2 separate regions of the Athene noctua genome follow, and region 2 is linked to region 1. A link is a contact called in public Hi-C data. All regions are on one chromosome and are shown on one strand. Each heading gives the region's core, a stretch centred on a gene start, on an enhancer-like site or on the middle of the called end of the contact. The rest is flanking DNA. Distances are from core to core; before and after follow the strand shown. Region 1 holds the start of THG1L (tRNA-histidine guanylyltransferase 1 like). Region 2 holds the start of MED7 (mediator complex subunit 7).

Region 1 (5,196 bases), core at 1,225-3,724:
TCTTTCTGATCCTTTTTTAAGGTACTACATATCATAAGAATGGCTAGAAGATAGATTTCATTGTAATTCTGAAAAAGGACAGCAGAGGGTGAAGGGTGTTTACACGTAACCTAAATTATCTTAACTTGAGCAACAGAGACTAGGTACTAACAAACGCCTAGAAAGTAAATCCAATGGTCTGTTTGAGCATGGAGTACACAGCACTTCTGATTGCTACATGGTGTGAATTTGAACACTGACATCTCTTCATTAAAGAAGATTAATTACCTTGGCTAAACAAACCCAGAACATAAAAAAAAAAAAATTAATTCTACTAATAATTCTAATATTTTCTGAGCTGAACTCACTTCCAGGATGCAACAAATACAGTTGTAGCCTGAAGACTCAGAATTTCAGCCAGTTATTGCTGTATCCATACAAAGCCCAAAACAATTCTAATACTGTTTATGTAAAACTACCACCCTACCTGCTGCTCTTTCACTGATACCTATATATACAAAATCACTGGCAATAAAGGCATTTATATTCAGAGAGGAAGAGAACTCAAACTGCACAAACTGCCGTTTCTAGAAACACTTACAATCGGCTTGTCTCCAGCTGAGGTAGTCCTTTAAATTTTGGTTGCTGGGGTACAACACAATTCGTCCATCAAATCCTGGTGGGTACAGAAGTTGCTGGTCCTTAAAGTAATCCTTCCAATAGAAAACGTAACTTGAGGCAAACTGGGAGACCACATGAGTCATGAACTTACTTGCAAACACAAAGGAAAAGGAAAAAGAAAGAAATACATCAATATGATTATATATCTGTGATTATCTGAGGTATCAGTAGAAATAATTCTGGTGGATAGCGGCATTTCTTAAATAATGGCCAAGCAGACTAGCATAAGCATAGTCTTTTGAAGAACAGGAAGTACTGAGAATCGAGTGAGAAAGTTTGGAAAAGGTAACATTTTATCAAAAGAATGTTTGTTCTAACAATGTTTCCAATACTTGTTTCAGCAAAGCTTTTTTAAAAATCTGTTTCACTGAACACATGCAAAGAGTTCACATGAAGAACCTGAACTAACTGTAGCATTGCACCCAAATACAGCCCTACTCCTAACCTCTGTGTGTACATAAAGGCAAATTCAAAGAAGAATTACAGGTTTAGAGAGAGATGTTAAAAACAAGTTCACTTTAGCATCAAAGCAGCTATTACCTTGCTCTTCTTTTAAACCATCTACTATTCTTTTTGAAAACAAAACTATATTCATCACTCTGTCCATAAGCAATAGCAATATCCTCCAACTCTTGCATCACTGTCTGGGCACACTTGGTCATCAGATGAAGAGCACGGTCATCATTTGGCTTTTTGAACTCATGCTGCTCAGAAAACCTTCAAAGCAAAAATGGTTGAATGAAAACTCTTTAAAAAGCTACTGAAAATATTAACGTGTTCATTTTCCTCATATTTGCTTCCATGAATATTGATTTCCAGTGTCCTGTCAGTACTGACAGAGAATTCCCTCCAGGTATGAGAAGCAATAACAAAAACATCCTTTTATATATGATACTTTGGATAACCCATTCTCTTTCACCTTAACCAGTCCTTCAAAATGACTGGTTTGTATTTTACCTGGAAAAGGATGTCAAATACTGCTTTCTGTAAACTCACTTTCTCCTAGGGTGCCTTTTATAGTCACAAGAGCAATGGTATCAATAAACTTGTCAACACTTGAGAGCTTTACCAGAACCCCCCATGGCCAAACTAGAGACCAAATACACAGCAAGAACATGTCACCTACCACTCAAGAGAACTGTGTTCTATTTATCCCAAAGAAAGGCAAATGCCACACAGACACTGACTTCAAAGACAACTAAATATCCCTGTACACCACTTGCTGTCCACCCCCCAGCACACCCAAGGCACCATTTCCCTACCGCCCTGTCAAAGGCACGTTCTGAAAGTGCTCATGGCCCTTGAAGACAAAACACCCGTAGTAACTCCGCGCCCTGGAGAAGCCGAGTGAAGGGTTCACAGTGATTCGGGGGAAAGGAGGATTTGTAACCCTTGCAACTACAGAGTTCACCCGGGTGGGCCAAGGCCAACTGTACGGCACCAGTCGGGGCCCCTCTTCTCGACACAACACTCAGAGCCCGCACTCCCAGCGCCTTTAAGCCGAGGAAACTCCCTCCCACGCCCCGCCGTCTCCCAGCCCCCGTCCTCCAGCTCGCTGAGGCGTCGCCATAGCGACCACACCGCTATAAACGCCCCGGCCATTGGCTGCCCGCCCGGCCTTCACCTGTGGAAGTTGCGGCCGTCCAGCCGGACCACTATCCAGCAGTTGGGCAGACAGCTATCGTCCGTCTCGAAGTCCCGCACATACTCGAACTTGCTTTTCGCCATGGAGAGACGGCGACGGCCGCACACACAGCCCGCCCACCGCCCGCTCCCCACAGAGACAGCCGCGGCGGCCCGCCAGCACCCCAGCATGGCCACAGCGGAAGCGGAAGCGGCGGGCGCCCGCCAAGGGCACGGCGGCGAGCCCCTCTAGGCGTCTCGGCGGACCTCTCTATGGTTGCAGCCGCCCGCCGGCGGCGGGGGGCGTGGCGGGGCGGGGGGCGAGCGGCCGCGGCCCGAGCGCGGCGGCTCCGGTCCCCGCGGCGCGCGGGCGGGAGCGGGGATGGGTGCGCGGCCGTTGGGCGTTGGCGCAACGGCCGCGGGCAGCAAACGGCCGCGGCGGGATGGAGCGGAGGGAGAGGGCGCGGCCGCTCCGCTCCAGGCCCACCCCGGAGCGGCCCCCGCGCCCCAGCCGCCCCCCGCCGCCCTCCCCCCCGCGGTGGGAGCTCTTGGGCCCCTTCAGCGTGCTGCAAGTCAAAGTCGAGGAGCCCGAGCCGGAGGGGGGAAACTCCCTGGGCAGCTGCACGGACGGCGGGGGGTCGGGGGTCGAGACCAGGAGCTCCCCATCTCCGCGGAGGGGTAAAGGGGGGGCCCGCGGCGCCATCAAGAGGGAAAGGGACGATGAAGGGGTCAGCGGAGCAAGCCAGGAGGAGGTGAAGGCGCTGGAGAAGAGGTGGAATAGGAAGGAGCCCCGGAGAGGCGGTGATGTCAAAGGGGAGCCGCCTAACACGGCCTTCAAGGCTTGCAGGGTGAAGAGGGAAAAGGACTATGGCCCGGCTGGAGCCCTGTGCGGGCCGGCTCAGGCCAGCACTGGTGGCCGCACGGTGCAGCAGCGCGAGGGCTTTGGGATCCCCCCCGGAGAGCTGAAGAACCCGGTTGTGTTGCACCCCTTACGGCCTGGGACCTGCATACAGATCCAGAGCCCTCTGCCGCCAGAGCTGATCCACGCAGCTAAAGTGCCGGTGGAGCGAGTGCCGCTTAAAATGAGGGCTTTACTGGAGCATCCAGTAAAGATTGAAACTAAAAATGTTCCCTTCACAATACTGCCCTCCGATTCAGGTATAATGTTACGAGACCTTGCAGGGGTTCAGTGACACACAGCTGACAAGTTACCACATAGGAGAACACAAGCTGAAAGGTCACATTAGAGAACTGCCCCTTTGGATAGACTCCCTCCTTCAGCGTAAGAAATAAGCATACGGGAGCACAGAGTTCTTAGTGGTTTAAGAAACAATGCAGTTTGTCCACTTGTCCCCTGACTACGTTAAACCCCTTATGCCTATTCAGAATTGCACTGAGTTGTGGTTGCAACCTTAAGGTCAGAAATCTGCTAGGTTTTTTTTTTAAAGCTATAAAGCATTCATACACTTCTCAGAAAATGTGGGCATGTTAAATGAGGAACATTTTGAAACGTCTGGATTAGAAGCTTACTTTTTATGAAAGAGATCTAGGCATTCAAAATTAATGACTTAAAAGTGAGGTGTTAAAGCCTAGAAGCTTTTTGCCCTTTAATGATAAAGTGAAAGAGTTCATTTATAAACCTTTTTCAGAGAGGAAGTTGCTTGCTCAAGGATCAGTTGTGAGGGCTCTGAGGGTTCATCCTGTCACCAGCTCAATTTAAATGCAGTCAGAATTTACAAAGAGGCAAAGCTTCATGTATATAACAGTCATATAGTAACACGGGTTCCTCCAGCAAAATTAGCATCCAAATCTGAGAAAAAAGTGAGAAAGGGAAAAAAAACCCAAACAAACAACCAGAAACCCTGAACAGCAACAACCTCAGCTGAGAAGCCAGGGACTGCAGGTGTGGGACTAAACTGCCATCATTAGATCTGGTCCCTGCATCATTAGGGCTTTAGTTATATAGTTCTGGTGGTGATAAAAAATTGGCAGTGATATAGTCTATGCTATACAATGTTTAGTTTCTAAATTCATAAGAAAACAATCTGGCCAAATGAAATCCAAACCAATGTGTTAGCAGTCTCACATGTTTGGTTTGTTTGTTTGTTTGGGTTTTTTTTAAATAACATGCAACAAAAGCCAGGTAAATGATTCCTTATGCAGTGGTTCAGTGAAGGTTAGTGGAGGATACTCCCTTAGCCTTTGTTATTTTTCTAGGAACTGCTGTGACAAATGTGTATTGAGCTTCATGTGTTCCAAAGCTCTAGTGAATTTTTTGACTTTTGCCAAATACCCTCTTGTTGTATTATTGAATGTAGCCTGTATTGCACATACTGCTTGGAAGATGATCATCTTTCCTCATTTTGCTGCATAGGTATGGCAGATGCTCCATTTAGCAAGGACAGAAGTGGCCATGTAAAGCGTCCAATGAATGCATTTATGGTGTGGGCTAGGATTCATCGGCCTGCCCTAGCAAAAGCTAACCCAGCTGCCAATAATACAGAAATCAGTATTCAGCTTGGACTGGAGTGGAGCAAACTGACTGAAGAGCAGAAGCAGCCCTATTATGATGAAGCACAGAAAATAAAACAAAAGCACACAGAGGAATTTCCTGGTAAACATGTATCTATTTACCCAAATGCTTTAGAAGTGGAAGATTTTTGGAAGAATCGATCTCTTTCATTAATGCAAGTAATAGAGTTAGAAAAAAATTACAAAAATTTAAAGCACACACTCCTCTGTCAGCTTTCTAGTACCTGAAAACATTAATTTTTTAAAACATGCAAAATGATGTTTCATCCTTCATAGCCTCTAATGTTTCTTACAGCCTTAGACCACCACAGCTACAGCAGCTCTTCTGAATGCTTTAGCAGTCTAATGGCCAGACAGTGAGTTTATTGTGAACATGGCCTG
Region 2 (5,196 bases), core at 1,417-3,916, 170 kb after region 1:
ATTAATTCACATCTTGAGGCACCACAAAATCCTTAATGTAAGGACCTTTGTCTCACTTTTTAAGTAGAAGTAATGGCATCGAGGGCAGAAAATGTGAAGATACTGCTTCAGATATCAGATGGCATCAGATCTGTCAGTCTAGAGACTACCAACAAATACAGATTGTGCCCAGATCAATTCACTGTCAGTTTTCCCTAAGTCAAAGTTGTAAGTCATTACCGAATGGCAGGAATACCCTCCTTTGGACAATATGCATAAATTGAGGCCTAGTTGCTTAAAAAGAGTATCCTTGAGCCTATATTTGGAAACATAATAGAGGCCATAACCATATATTGATAGATAAATACTAAACTATAATCACACTGATGACAATCTGTGTGAATAGAGAGAACAGGGCAAATCTTTAACTCGGACTAAGTAATGAAAAGGTATGAGACAAAGAATCATAGAATGGTTTGGGTTGGAAGGGACATTAAAGATCATGTAGTATCCAACCCCCCTGCCATGGGCAGGGACTACCTTCCACTAGCCCAGGTTGCCCAAAGCCCCGTCCAACCTGGCCTTGAACCCTTCCAGGGAGGGGGCAGCCACAGCTTCTCTGGGCAACCTGTTCCAGTGCCTCACCCCCCTCACAGTGAAGAGTTTTTTCCTTATATCTAATCTCAATCTACCCCCTTTCAGTTTAAAACCCTTACTCCTCACCCTATCCCTACACCCCCTGATAACAAGTCCCTCCCCATCTGTCCTGTAGCCCCTTTAAGTACTGGGAGGCCGCTCTAAGGTCTCCCCAGACCCTTCTCTTCTCCAGGCGGAACCCCCCCAACTCGCTCAGAAACAATGTCATAATTAAAGTAACCAGCAACATCAGGTAAAATGTGTAAGTACTGTACAGCACTGCCAGAGAACATCACTGAACTTCATAATGGGAGAGACTGCTCAGCAAGTTCACTGCAGTTCCTTCCAATGTGACAGGCACTCGCTACATCATCTGAGAACAAAATGTCTCAAAAGGGGTTGTTTCCTCCCCAAAGTATACTTTGCTTACAAAGGAAAATAGATCAGACTATGTTGCAGCTGGGGTTGCACTTATTGTCAATTGTAAAGTGTGGTTTGGTTTATTTAAATACATATTCAGATATTCAGTAAAATGTGAGCTGTAATTTTTTTCAGGTTTTCTAGTCAAATAAACCTAACTGTTCTGGAGTTTCTTTGCATTGTTTTAGAAATAAATAAGATCCAAAGTAATTATAATTCAATCGAAATTACCATTTTCAATCTTGAAAAGTGAATCTGTAAATGATATTGCATGTACACACAAAGGGTTCCCGTCAGACAAAGGCCATTGCTGCCATCTGCTGAGGAGGAGAGAAAATGGGACATAAATGGCCAAGTGTCAAAAATCCTTTCCTGTTGGCCATTTCAGGCAGAAATTCCTACAAAAGTGATGCCAGCAAGCCCAGCTCCTCATGATCCAAAGGTGAAAAACTTAAATCCGCATTTTTTTCTTTAACTCCTCCGAAAACAACACTGAAACAAAACCAATGGAGCCCAGCTGTTTGAAACAGTCTTTATGTGGTTAGGTTTAGTGTATTCAGCTGAGGGAATGATGCAAACACTTTCCAGGGTAACGTCTCCATTTCATGACCAGGGTAATGCCTGCATTTCTGATGCGTGGAAGCACTGCATACCATACTGTTGGAGATTAAACTTTTAGAACAATGTAGTAATATTATGCTTAGGTCAAGAAAGATGATCTTTGTATATGTTAAAGCCAAACGGCATCCCTAATCAGAAGAACAAGTAAATATCCCTCTTTGAGCAAGGACATCCCCCAACAATTAGACCTGGAAGAGGCTACATTGCCAACTGGGCAAGCAAACTCAAGGCCCATGTATCCTCAGCTCAACTACCCTTATTATAATACTAAAAATCACACCTGTAGGTCAAAAAGACCCTTGCCCAGGTGAAGAACCTTCCCTTGAGCATGCATAGAAGTATTGTGTCAGCAGTATTATAACTGTATATAAATTGCTAACCAGTCATCCTAGAGAGTGTGACTTGGAAAATTACTGACTCTGCAAAATTTGTGTACAAATATAAGTCCAGATGACACATGTGCTTGATTTGTGGGAGACCACTGAGCACCTAGGCTTGTGCAATCCTAAAATAAATAAGCAATGTCTCTCCTGAGCATGTGATTATTGATACACCGGGCGACGAATCCGCTTTTTGGACAACAGTACGTTCACTACACGCCACAGGATCACACGCTACATGATCACCGCATAATAACTCAAGTACCACCTTGGCAGATGCCGATAGGTTCCTCCGAAGGAGTCAGCCCGTGTCTCTAAGCAGTATTCCAGGGCAGCGGGGGCGTCTCCGAGGGGGCCCCCAGGCCTGCACACGCCCGCCCGGCCGCTCCTACCCCCACATGCCTCTGGCCTCGCCGCCTCGGGAGCGGCTCCTGGGCAGGGACCCCGCACCGCTAGGCGGCCCACAGCAGCACTGCGGCCTCGGCCTCGGCCCCTCAGCAAGGGCCCGCCCGCCCCGCGGAGCTCGGCACCGCCTGCCGAGAAGAGCCCCTGCCGTGAGTGGAGCAAGCTTCTGATCGGTGTTCGGGAGGGCCAATCAGAGTGTGCCTGCCGAGGTAGGCGAGCCAATGGGGAGGAGGGGAGGCGGGCCGCTGGCCGGAAGCGGGGTGCCGGCGGTGGCGCTGAGGGAGCTCGGCGGGCAGGTGAGGGTGGGTGGTCCCCGCGGCTGCGGGCTGCGAGCGGGGCTGGCGCCTCCGCCGGGTGTGTGCGCAGTCGTCGGTGGGGTCTTGTCGTAGTGCGCTCCCGGTTCTCTCTTCGGCGGTGGCCTGGCGATCTCCGCGGCGAGGCTTGGGCCTTCCCAGAGCCTGGCCCGGCCCGGCCCGGAGCGCAGCAGGCGGCGGCAGCTGTGGGCCCGGGGTGCTAGGCCGCATTCTCCCCTGAGGGCTGCGCCCTTTCTCTCTTGTGGGGCGGGGTGTTAGCGGGCCAGGCCTCGGCTAGGGAAGGCTGCTCTGTTTACAGGCTGGTCTTTCGAGAAATGAATGCTTTATGTGCTTCTAGTGAAGTTAATCCCGCTAAAAGCTAACGGTTTGGCGAAAAGCAAACATGGATTTATGTGGGAGTTTCCCGAATTCTACGCACTGGATAGCTTGCTTCTAGCTCATTTTTGCGCGGCCAGCTCTCTTATATTGCCTTTGTTTCTACTTATATGATAAGGCTGTTATACAAATTGTTTAACATATATTTCTTGGGACATTCCCTAGGTATTTTCGTCTGACAAAAATGGGTGAACCTCAGCAAGTGAGTGCCCTTCCTCCGCCTCCAATGCAATACATAAAAGAATATACTGATGAAAATATCCGTAAAGGCCTGGCTCCAAAGCCACCTCCGCCTGTGAAAGACAGTTATATGATGTTTGGTAATCAGTTTCAATGTGATGATCTAATTATTCGACCCTTGGAGAGCCAGGGTATTGAAAGGTTACATCCTATGCAGTTTGATCACAAGAAGGAATTAAGAAAACTTAATATGTCTATACTGGTCAACTTTTTGGACCTCTTGGATATCTTGATCAGGAGTCCGGGGAGTATAAAGCGGGAGGAGAAACTGGAAGACTTGAAACTACTTTTTGTTCATGTCCATCATCTTATAAATGAATATCGCCCTCACCAAGCTAGGGAGACACTAAGAGTCATGATGGAGGTGCAGAAACGTCAGCGTTTGGAAACAGCAGAGCGATTTCAGAAGCACTTAGAGCGAGTTGTAGAGATGATTCAGAACTGCTTGGCTTCCTTGCCTGATGATCTGCCTCATTCAGAGGGAGGACTGGGAATAAAAACAGAAACAATGGATACTGATGATGGCAGCAACTGCATTGGACAGAGTGAAAAGCAGAGAGAGCGTTCTGGTGGCAAGAGAGATCAGGTTTTAGACAAAGATGCAGCTATGTGTAGCATTATTGATGAAATGACATGAAGAAAACACTTTTTCTTGTTAGCTCACCATAGTGAGAGGCAGGATGGATTCTGAAGGTATATGTTGTATTTTGTTTTGCTGTTGTACAAGTAGGCAAAGTGTTTATTGTACACCTGTTGGAGGTTGTGAGTGACTAGGCAGATAAAGATGTTTAGTATTTTGTAATTGTGCATTTATTAGTAGAAACAAAAAGTATACTTTCTGTTAAATGTATCGTGTGAGTTGGTAGCCACAGATTAAAGTTAGATTTTTCTATTGTACTTTCATTTGTCACTTTCTGCTTTTTTGGGTATGTTTGTGGTTTTTGTTTTGTTTCCACACTATAACGCAATTTAAAAAAAAAGTAAGAGATCTGATTGAGAGGAACTGTAGTCAACAAGTCCTCTATTTCGAATAAGTACTAGTTGTTTACAATTTCAGTGGGTCTTTTCCAGAATGTGTAATTCAATATTAAAAATAAGATTAGTGTAAAGTCTGCAAAATCCATTCCTTTCTAGTTCTGTAATAATATAACTACTAAAGAGAACCTAAGAATTCCTTTATTACAGATGTAATATGGTGTAATTTGCCTTATAGATGTACACTCCTCAACTAAATGAATTAAAATTAATTGGATTTTAATTTTCTTAGATGTAAATTATAACTAGTCTTGACCTTACAAAAATGCCTACTTTTTAATGTCTGTCTCTTGGCTACTTTAGTCCCTTGTTTTTTCCTCCTTTTCACTTAAACTCTCCCTGGTGACTCTGCTCTCATGTAAGGTAGTCTGTGGCAGACAGCTCTGTTGGTTCTGATTCTAGCCTAATGCATGTTTATGGAAGCATTTCTGCCGTTTCAGTTATTGATAATAAGTAGCTCCTTACAACTTAATTTTTTCTGTATAAACAATATAAAGTAGATCAGTTACTTCAGCAAAGAATATTTGTGGCCCTCAATCAAATACACTTGATCACAGCTGCAGTTTTAGTCCAAACATGGAGTCCTTAAGAAGAGTTAGGTAATCCAGGGACAGGAAAGGTGGCCAGGGAGCACCATTTCTCAAAATCTATATTTCAGCAACTTTTTGTCAAAGTGAGCCTTGAGCCTGGGACATGGTTTCCACACTACTTTTCAAGTGACCTCTGTGTTCTCTCTGTGTTACTTTGTATTGCCAAAGCCCAGGTGCATACAGAGTTTCAGTCAGATGATG

Evidence for each region. Hi-C and Micro-C count contacts between places; a contact is called where the count stands out from the background.
Region 2: a contact with region 1 is called in a Hi-C map of heart, with 4 times the contacts expected there. The contact joins the promoter of MED7 here to the promoter of THG1L in region 1. A contact is called at or near these places in 2 of 2 Hi-C or Micro-C datasets (heart and liver).

What each region holds. Positions count from the first base shown.
Region 1 is chr12:15,671,370-15,676,565 of bAthNoc1.hap1.1, forward strand. THG1L (tRNA-histidine guanylyltransferase 1 like) reads right to left here and starts at 2,475. Exons shown (of 6, transcript XM_074916328.1): 1 at 2,285-2,475; 2 at 1,201-1,377; 3 at 581-750. The coding sequence starts at 2,475. It overlaps SOX30 (SRY-box transcription factor 30), which reads left to right and starts at 3,335. Exons shown (of 5, transcript XM_074916189.1): 1 at 3,335-3,441; 2 at 4,658-4,897. The coding sequence starts at 3,366.
Region 2 is chr12:15,845,491-15,850,686 of bAthNoc1.hap1.1, forward strand. It overlaps MED7 (mediator complex subunit 7), which reads left to right and starts at 2,667. Exons shown (of 2, transcript XM_074916050.1): 1 at 2,667-2,737; 2 at 3,296-4,635. The coding sequence starts at 3,315. The coding sequence ends at 4,007.